Linked DNA regions of Mus musculus: region 1 is linked to region 2. A link is a contact called in public Micro-C data. All regions are on one chromosome and are shown on one strand. The core of a region is the stretch at or near the end of the contact, and the rest is flanking DNA. Distances in the headings are between cores, read along the strand shown. Region 1 overlaps Farp1 (FERM, RhoGEF (Arhgef) and pleckstrin domain protein 1 (chondrocyte-derived)). Region 2 holds the start of Farp1 (FERM, RhoGEF (Arhgef) and pleckstrin domain protein 1 (chondrocyte-derived)).

Region 1 (3,630 bases), core at 295-2,794, 99 kb before region 2:
TAGAGGTTCAAGCGCTAAAGGTCACTAGAGTCTAGATTCATAAGTAATTACTCTGCCGTTGCATGTACTATTAACATCATGCATGCATTCACCATTTTACTATCACAAGTCACCATGGTCTACCACGGGCTTTATGAAACTGTGAGGTGTCAGATCTTTCTGTAGTTATCTGACTTTTCCATTGACTTAGATAAAGCCATCCCTACTCCCCGAATGGAGTCACACTGAGGGTGTGGTAGTCTGGACTTGCAGAATCCTGAGCAAGGTGGTCGTGAGCAGGGCACTCCCCTGTCAGCCTCTATCTCCTCGTCGAGAGAAAAGCAAGTAAGGATAGTTTCCTAGCAGCCATCCATCCAAGTTCATGCACCAAGAACAAAACTCAGCACGGTCTGTAAGATAAACGTAGACATCCTTCTCGTCTTGCGACTCAAATACATATGAATTTACACACTCCACATATTAACTGTAGATGAGACTCAGACACTTTTTATAAAAGTAAATGCTATTTAATAGTACATGCGTGTTCCTGTCATAGGGCTAAGCCACAAACACGACAAAGGGCAGGACCCTCAGGGATCAAATCCTCTCCGAGTGAGTGATACAGGCATGCAATAAGGAATTCAAAACCAAACACCGTGGTTTTAAATTACCCACATGTGTGTTCCAGAGCATGGAGAAATATGCCAATGACCCACATAGAATCTGGCCTAGGGTAATAAGAGGCAACGGGGCCCATGTAGTAAGAGGACAGGGTGACAGTGGGAAATTTCTTTTGGAAGTTTGGGTTAAGCTACAATTTGTCAATCCCTACACAGACGTCCTCAGCATCTTCTAAACACATTTTAAAAAAAAAAAAACTTAGAGTTTGAATATGCAGAAAGAGGTAGCACAAGCCTATAATTCCAGCACTTAAAGAAGTCAGGGTTTCTACTCCTGACAAAACATCACGGCCAAGAAGCATGTTGGGGAGGAAAGGGTTTATTCAGCTTACACTTCCACATTGCTGTTCATCACCAAGGGAAGTCAGGACTGGAACTCAAGCAGGTCAGGAAGCAGGAGCTGATGCAGAGGCCATGGAGGGTGTTACTTACTGGCTTGCTTCCCCTAGCTTGCTCAGCTTGCTTTCTTATAGAACCCAGGACTCCCAGCCCAGGGCTGGCACCACCCACAATGGAGCCTCCCCTCTTGATCACTCACTGAGAAAATGTCTTACAGCTGGATCTCAGGGAGGCTTTTCCTCACCGGAAGCTCCTTTCTCTGTGTCAACTTGACACAAAACCAACCAGTACAAGGAGTTTGGGGCAGGAGGGTTTCCAAGACTCTGAAGCCAGGCTGTGCTACACACTGAGTTCCAAGCCAGCCTGGAATATGGTGTAAGACCCTGTCTCAGAAGAAAAAGAAAAGTTTTAATAGGTGCTGTGAAAAAAAATCATGAATCCCATGCAAATCCAGAAGGGTGGCATTACTGTAGGTCACTCTGGAATCTAAGCATTTGAAATACAGACATTTTAGGCATTGTAAGGAATGACAAGCTTGGTTTTGTGTTTTCTTGTCTAGTGTTACACTCCTTTACAAAGTGCCTGCTTTTCCAATTAGGTCACTGGGCCAGCCCCAATGTTGGCCGTTCAGAAATCACAGTGAATCTCACAAGGAAACAAAGTAAGGTATTCCCAAATGCATATAAAATATCTTTTATCAAATGGCCATCCAGATTTGAGGCTCGGGGCTTGAAACGTCTAGAAACTAAATTGAAAACTAATTTCTCAAAAAGGTCAGTGGCCTCAGGATGTTCTGAAAGCTTCCAAGGAAAGTTTGTGGAAGGAGTGTTCAAGATCATACATGGACCTTGAAAGGGAGCTGAGGGTGACCAGGCTGCTCACTTCCCACAGAACCCCACAACTTAAGTGGTACGTCTGGAATCCATCACTAAGCACACAGTGTTTCAGCCTCCTGCTGCCTACTTTCTGCTGTAATAACCAACGACAGGTCTAAATGGGCCCTGCCATCACTCCTCGGTAGACATCTGGTTACTTTCCTGCCTCCTGAGATGCAAACCTGTGTGACATCAATCATTTTGACAGCTGAACAATTTATGTGTCAAAGGACCCCCACTTGAGGTTTGTGGGAATAACTAAGATTTCTTTTGCTAAAATATCTCCCTGTGGCCATAAGTCCAGAGTCAAATAGTGACTAGACTCAAAGTTATTTTTAATAATGGATTCCTTGAATAAAAATAGAAATCCCTTTCTTCAATAAAAGAGTCAAAACCAGACCCTTGTTTAAAAGGTTCTTGACTTATGATATAATAAAAGTGAGTCATTAAAAAAAGGTTATTTTCCCAAAATATTACTAATTATTTTAACATTACAATCAGTTCTCTTGAGTCCATAAATTCCACAAAAGGATTGATCCATTCGTGCATAATGGATGCATTCTGAATTACCTGTGTCTGAACGCTTATATGGAGTGTATGTCCATGCATGGGGCTATGTGCACATTGGGAAGGTACATGTGTGTGCACGCACACATATTCATGACACACTTCTACAAGCTAGTGGTTGACTGTAAGTGTCTGCCTCTACCTTATTCTTTGAAACAGAGCCTCTTGCTTCACCTGGAGTTTGATGTTTTGGCTAGCCTGGATGCCCAGAGAGCCACTGGAATCTGCTCGTCTCTAACTGCTTCTGTCATTGGAGTAACAGATGCGTGTGTGGCTTTTATGTGCATGCTAGGGGCCTGAACTCAGATCCTCATGTTTTCACAGCAAGCACTTTAGCCCCTGAGCATCCCCAGCCCAAATGAAAGTCATTTTTAAAACTTAGGTTTGTAGCGAACACAAATACACATTGTTTTCCTTTCATGTAACACTCTCTATATGACATTTAATTGGGTGAGGCGTTACAAGTGAACTCATGATAACATGAGGTACACTACAGAGTACCTCATGCAGCTGCTGTGTCAGTCTGTATAAGAGAATTAAGCCCCTGTGAACCTGTGTCCATTCTGAGCCTATGTCCAAAAGTCAAGTTTTAACAGTAAAATGGTTTAATCAGCATATCAACTGATCTGTGCCCATCTGTCTGAAGGATGCTTCAAATTTTCTGTCCCTAATTATTAAACAATTATGCAAAAACTGATATAAGAAGTTTCATCCCTTAACTTAGGTTTTCACTTAATAAAATGCAATGGAGTCAAGCTATTTGCTGTAATTAATTACATTCTATGAAGTCATGACTAAATTAACAACTGAACCGTCACTCCTGGGGGAAATACAGGCTCAGGGTTCTGTGAGCCTCAACACACATTTTATCAACCCATCGCCACACACCTCGTTGGATGCATGCTCTCATTGACAGGAATGTTACTGAACAAAAACTGCTGCTTTGTTAGCTGGTGCCTTGCTCGCAGCTTACGGTATTGGAGTCTGTGTTTAACGGAACCTAACATACATTATAGCATCTTGTCCTTGGGAGTAGTAGGCGCTACTTTAGCATGCACAGGGGCAGGAGTAGGAAGCAGCATTTACAAATAGTGAAATCATGTTTAAAGGCACAAAAGTGCAAAAGAGAAAAGACCACAGCATTAGACTATAAAGAAGGCCACTCACAGTCAGAGCTGAAACCAGGAGGC
Region 2 (3,630 bases), core at 874-3,373:
GAGGGGGATGTTTACATCGTATATCTAACTTCAGAAGGATTCCAACTTACAGAACTCCTAAATCTTAACAGCATATCCCAAGTCAGAGGAGCACACTACAGTTCTGCACACACCCCCACCCCCACACACACCATGAGAAGGTAGTTACCTCATCGATGACCAAGTATTTCTAGCTTCCTGTGGGTTTGGCAGACATCTGCTCACTATCTACTCCACCGACTCCCCCAGTAGACCAGTCACTGCCCAATAATGCTTCTATTTATTTTACCCAGAAGCAGAGCTATTAGCCAGACATACTAAAAACACAAACGTTTCGTTGTGCTTGGAGAAGGTCCAATATTAGTGTCTTGCTGCAGACCGATGCTGCAGGAATATAAAGTGGGCTGTGTGGATGCCAGACCCACGGAAGACGTGCATTTTCAGAGACCCACCCACCTGAAAAGCTGAGGCTAAGATGCCAGCAAGAAATGTGGGGCTGAGGGGAAAGACGACAGGGATTTGAAAAGGGCCCCACCTTAGCTTTCAAAACACCAAACCAATTTTTAAAGGCAACTCCTCAACTAAAGCTTTCATAATCCAAAAGGCTTTCCCCCTCTTTCTCCATTCCTTGTTCAGATAGAAAAAGAGAAGTAAGACAACGCTAGGGGAATGTTCTGAAGTGGGCTTGGCCAAGTCCCCACGTGCAAAGCACATTAAACATGGCCCATCGTTGGGTCGAGGTTATGGTCAGAAAACGCTGCCTACTAAGGGAGGGATTGGAAGTCTGGAGGGTAAACCATGGGCAGGGGCCAGGTTTAAGGTTGTCAAACGCGGTAAACTAGCACGGAGGAAGGCTGAAACAAAAATAAATGAAACAGCCGGAGGCCACTGAACTCCGGAGCCGGAGCCGGGGAGGGGAGGAGAAGCTGAGCCTGGTAAACTGTTCCAGATGAGAGGCAGTTATTCGCTCCCACATCTTCACCAGCACGTCTCAAACCTCGTTCCTTTGTGAGCCCTACCTCCCTATTTTCTAGGGGGACTCTAGAAAATCCCTGCCAGCCGTGGTTTCCGGGTCCCAACAAGGAATCTGGTACTCCTCCACGACCCCTAGGTCTAAGACTCACCGGGGTCCGGATGGATCACAAGGCTAAAGTTTTCCGAACTTAAATCGTAAAAAATCACAATCAGAAGTTCTGAACTCCCCGTCCCCCCACACAAAAATAATAATATATATCCTGTGCTTTAAAAAGGGAGGGGGAAACTTCCCCCTCCATAAGGCAGAGAGTAAAGAGAAACAAGATCTAACTTAAGAGGGCGTGTTCCTCTTTGTCACCCACCGGGAGGTTCTCGCCGCCCGTGGGCGAGATGCAGTGACCCGGCGGCACGGCGGCACCCGTGCTGCCGGGAGACGGACCTCCAGAGCCGAGATTGCAGCCTGAGGTCCGGAAGAGGCGTCGGGGGCGCTGTCACCCGGCAGGGTGGGATGGGAGGAAGCGGGGGAGGGGCGCCCAAGGAGAGGAAGCCAAGCTGGGGAGAACCCACGAGCTCAGAGCCCCGCAGCCCAGGTCCGCGGAGGTGAGCTCCACCGGTGCCCGAGGAACCGTGGCTTCTGCTATTGTTGCGGGGCCTGCGGCCGCCGGCTACAAAAAGGACCGTTCCCGTGGACTCCGCAGCCAGCTCGGCCGGCGCCCAGGGCCGCGAGCGCGGGGACTCGCACAAGTTGCCGCCGCGGCCCGGTCCACCCAGGCGGCCGCCCTCCCGCCGCGGTCATTGTTCGCCGCACGCCTCCTACCTCGGTGGCTCCGGGTCCGGGCTGCGGGCTGCGGGCTGCAAGGCTGGCGAGGGCGCGGCGGCGGCGAGCGAGGGGTCCCCGCGGGCGGCGGGCGCGCGAGCTAGGCAGGCGGCGGCCGGCCGAGGTCCGAGCCATCAAAGGTGGCGCGGGGCGGAGGGGAGGGCGGAGCAGGCGGGGTGGGTGGGGAGCGAGCTCCGGGTCGCCGCGGCCGCCTCGACGCCCGGCCCGAGCGCCACTCGCGTGGGGAGGAGCGGCGCAGAGCGGGCGGTGGCCGCGTCCCCGCCCCGCACCTTCTCCGGGCTCCCCGCTCCCCGCAGCCGCTGCGCCCGCGCCGGGACCAGCCGCCTCCGAGGCTGTTGAGCGGGAAATGAGGGCCACCACTGCCCCTCCCAGGGCCTGGGCCGAGCCCTCGGCAGGGGGAGCCTGGGCACAGCCTGGGGACGGCGGAGAGCCACAGCCCCCTCCAGCGTCCGAGCCGTGACCTGCGCCCGCACAGCGGCCCCGCCCCGCTCCGCCCCGCCCCGGAGGCAGGTGCGCAGAAAGGTGGACCGTGGGCAGGGCCACGCCACCCTGGAGCTGTGCCTTACTTGGGCGTGTGGCAAGAGCTGGTGTCTGAGCTGCACCACCAAGCCAAGAGCGGGAAGAAGCGCCACCGCGGAGACGCGAGCGCTAGTCGCTGGTGTCCAGCGGGATGCGGAGGCCCGGAGGGAGATTCGTGGCACTGACTCCGCAGGTCGCCTTTGGAAGCCTGACAGAGAACTACGACATCACGTGGAAAGCGTTTTACAAAGACCCACGAATTCCGCCCCCCACCCCTTCCAGGCCACTAGCGCAGGCTTCCGGCACCACCCTAAGCGGCGCGGTATTCAATGCCAGAGACACAGGTGCCACCTCTGATGCTGCTCGGGCTCAGTGCCCACCACCTGAGCGAATCCCAGGACAGTGCCCAACCCCACCTCTCTCCGACCAGGGACAGCAGAATGCCCTGCTTAGTGTGGCGAGATTTAGAATGACTTGCAGTTATTTGATTCCGTTTTTTTTTCCCCCAGAACTTGGTGATATAGTCGGAAGATTCATGATCAGAAGGCCCACGATACTAGGTGACTTTCAATCACTATCCCCACCCACTAGGTGCCATTTTTCCTTCGTCCTTCTTCCCTGTCTCTGTCTGGGAAAGATCTTGGGCCACTGACCGTATGGAACACAGGAAAGCCTTGTTCTGCCGGATCCAGAGGCTAGTGTGGACCCGCCCCTAGAGCCAATTTGGCTCAGATTCCGGTCATTTTCCACCCTGGAGGAGTTCACTGACCTCAGTCGCAACTACAACGGAGCTACAACTGAACTTAACCAAGTGAAATTGTCTCTGTGGCTAGGGAGGGAGGCTGAAGACATGAAAGCTTGATTATCAGAGAGGGGCACCTGTAAGTCATGGGAGTCAAAAGCAGTCTGCGGAGGGTTGGGGCTGTTTCTTGCATGCTGCAAAATCCCTCTGGCCTCTGGGGAACCAGACAGGCCTTGGGCGATTTGCTAGAGAGAATCATGGGTGGGTTGGAAGCTAGCTCTGTGGCCAAACTGTGTGTGGCTTTACAAGTATGGGTGAGCTATTTTCAGCCAGTAATTTTCTTAAGTGTAGTGGTCAAACTGCCACCAAGAGCAGCAGCACTCGATTTTAAATTCCTCTCCCACTCCTCCCCAGAAAGTCTCCTCATGTAGCCCAGACTGGTCCTCGTGCCTCTACCTCTTAAGCATTAGGATTTCGGTCTGAACCACCAGGCCCAGTAAAGGAAAGCAAATTCAAGCAATTATCACACCTTAAGAACCGCTATAATGGGGAACCGACCACAGGTTCAGAGTCTCTT

Evidence for each region. A called contact is a pair of places that touch in the nucleus more often than the background predicts.
Region 1: a Micro-C map of embryonic fibroblasts shows a contact between it and region 2, with 6 times the contacts expected there. The contact joins the enhancer-like site here to the promoter of Farp1 in region 2. A contact is called at or near these places in 7 of 39 promoter capture datasets (3T3-L1-derived adipocytes, cranial neural crest, embryonic stem cells and 4 more), 18 of 484 Hi-C or Micro-C datasets (the HL-1 cell line, the N1E-115 cell line, Sertoli cells and 12 more), 13 of 115 datasets of contacts at active chromatin or transcription factors (VIP interneurons, cardiomyocytes, craniofacial prominence and 9 more) and 3 of 9 other capture datasets (adipose tissue, embryonic stem cells and pancreatic islet).

The regions. Positions count from the first base shown.
Region 1 is chr14:121,132,980-121,136,609 of GRCm38.p6, reverse strand. All of the region lies in intron 2 of Farp1 (FERM, RhoGEF (Arhgef) and pleckstrin domain protein 1 (chondrocyte-derived)), which reads right to left. Among named protein-coding and RNA genes, the nearest start is that of Farp1, 99 kb to the right of the region's middle. Within about 2 kb of position 1,544, at least 10 of the 459 cell types and tissues checked have an H3K27ac peak or open chromatin away from gene starts, as enhancers often do. A contact at or near this core is called in embryonic fibroblasts, where this site is marked.
Region 2 is chr14:121,034,067-121,037,696 of GRCm38.p6, reverse strand. Farp1 (FERM, RhoGEF (Arhgef) and pleckstrin domain protein 1 (chondrocyte-derived)) reads right to left here and starts at 2,123. Exons shown (of 27, transcript NM_134082.3): 1 at 1,772-2,123.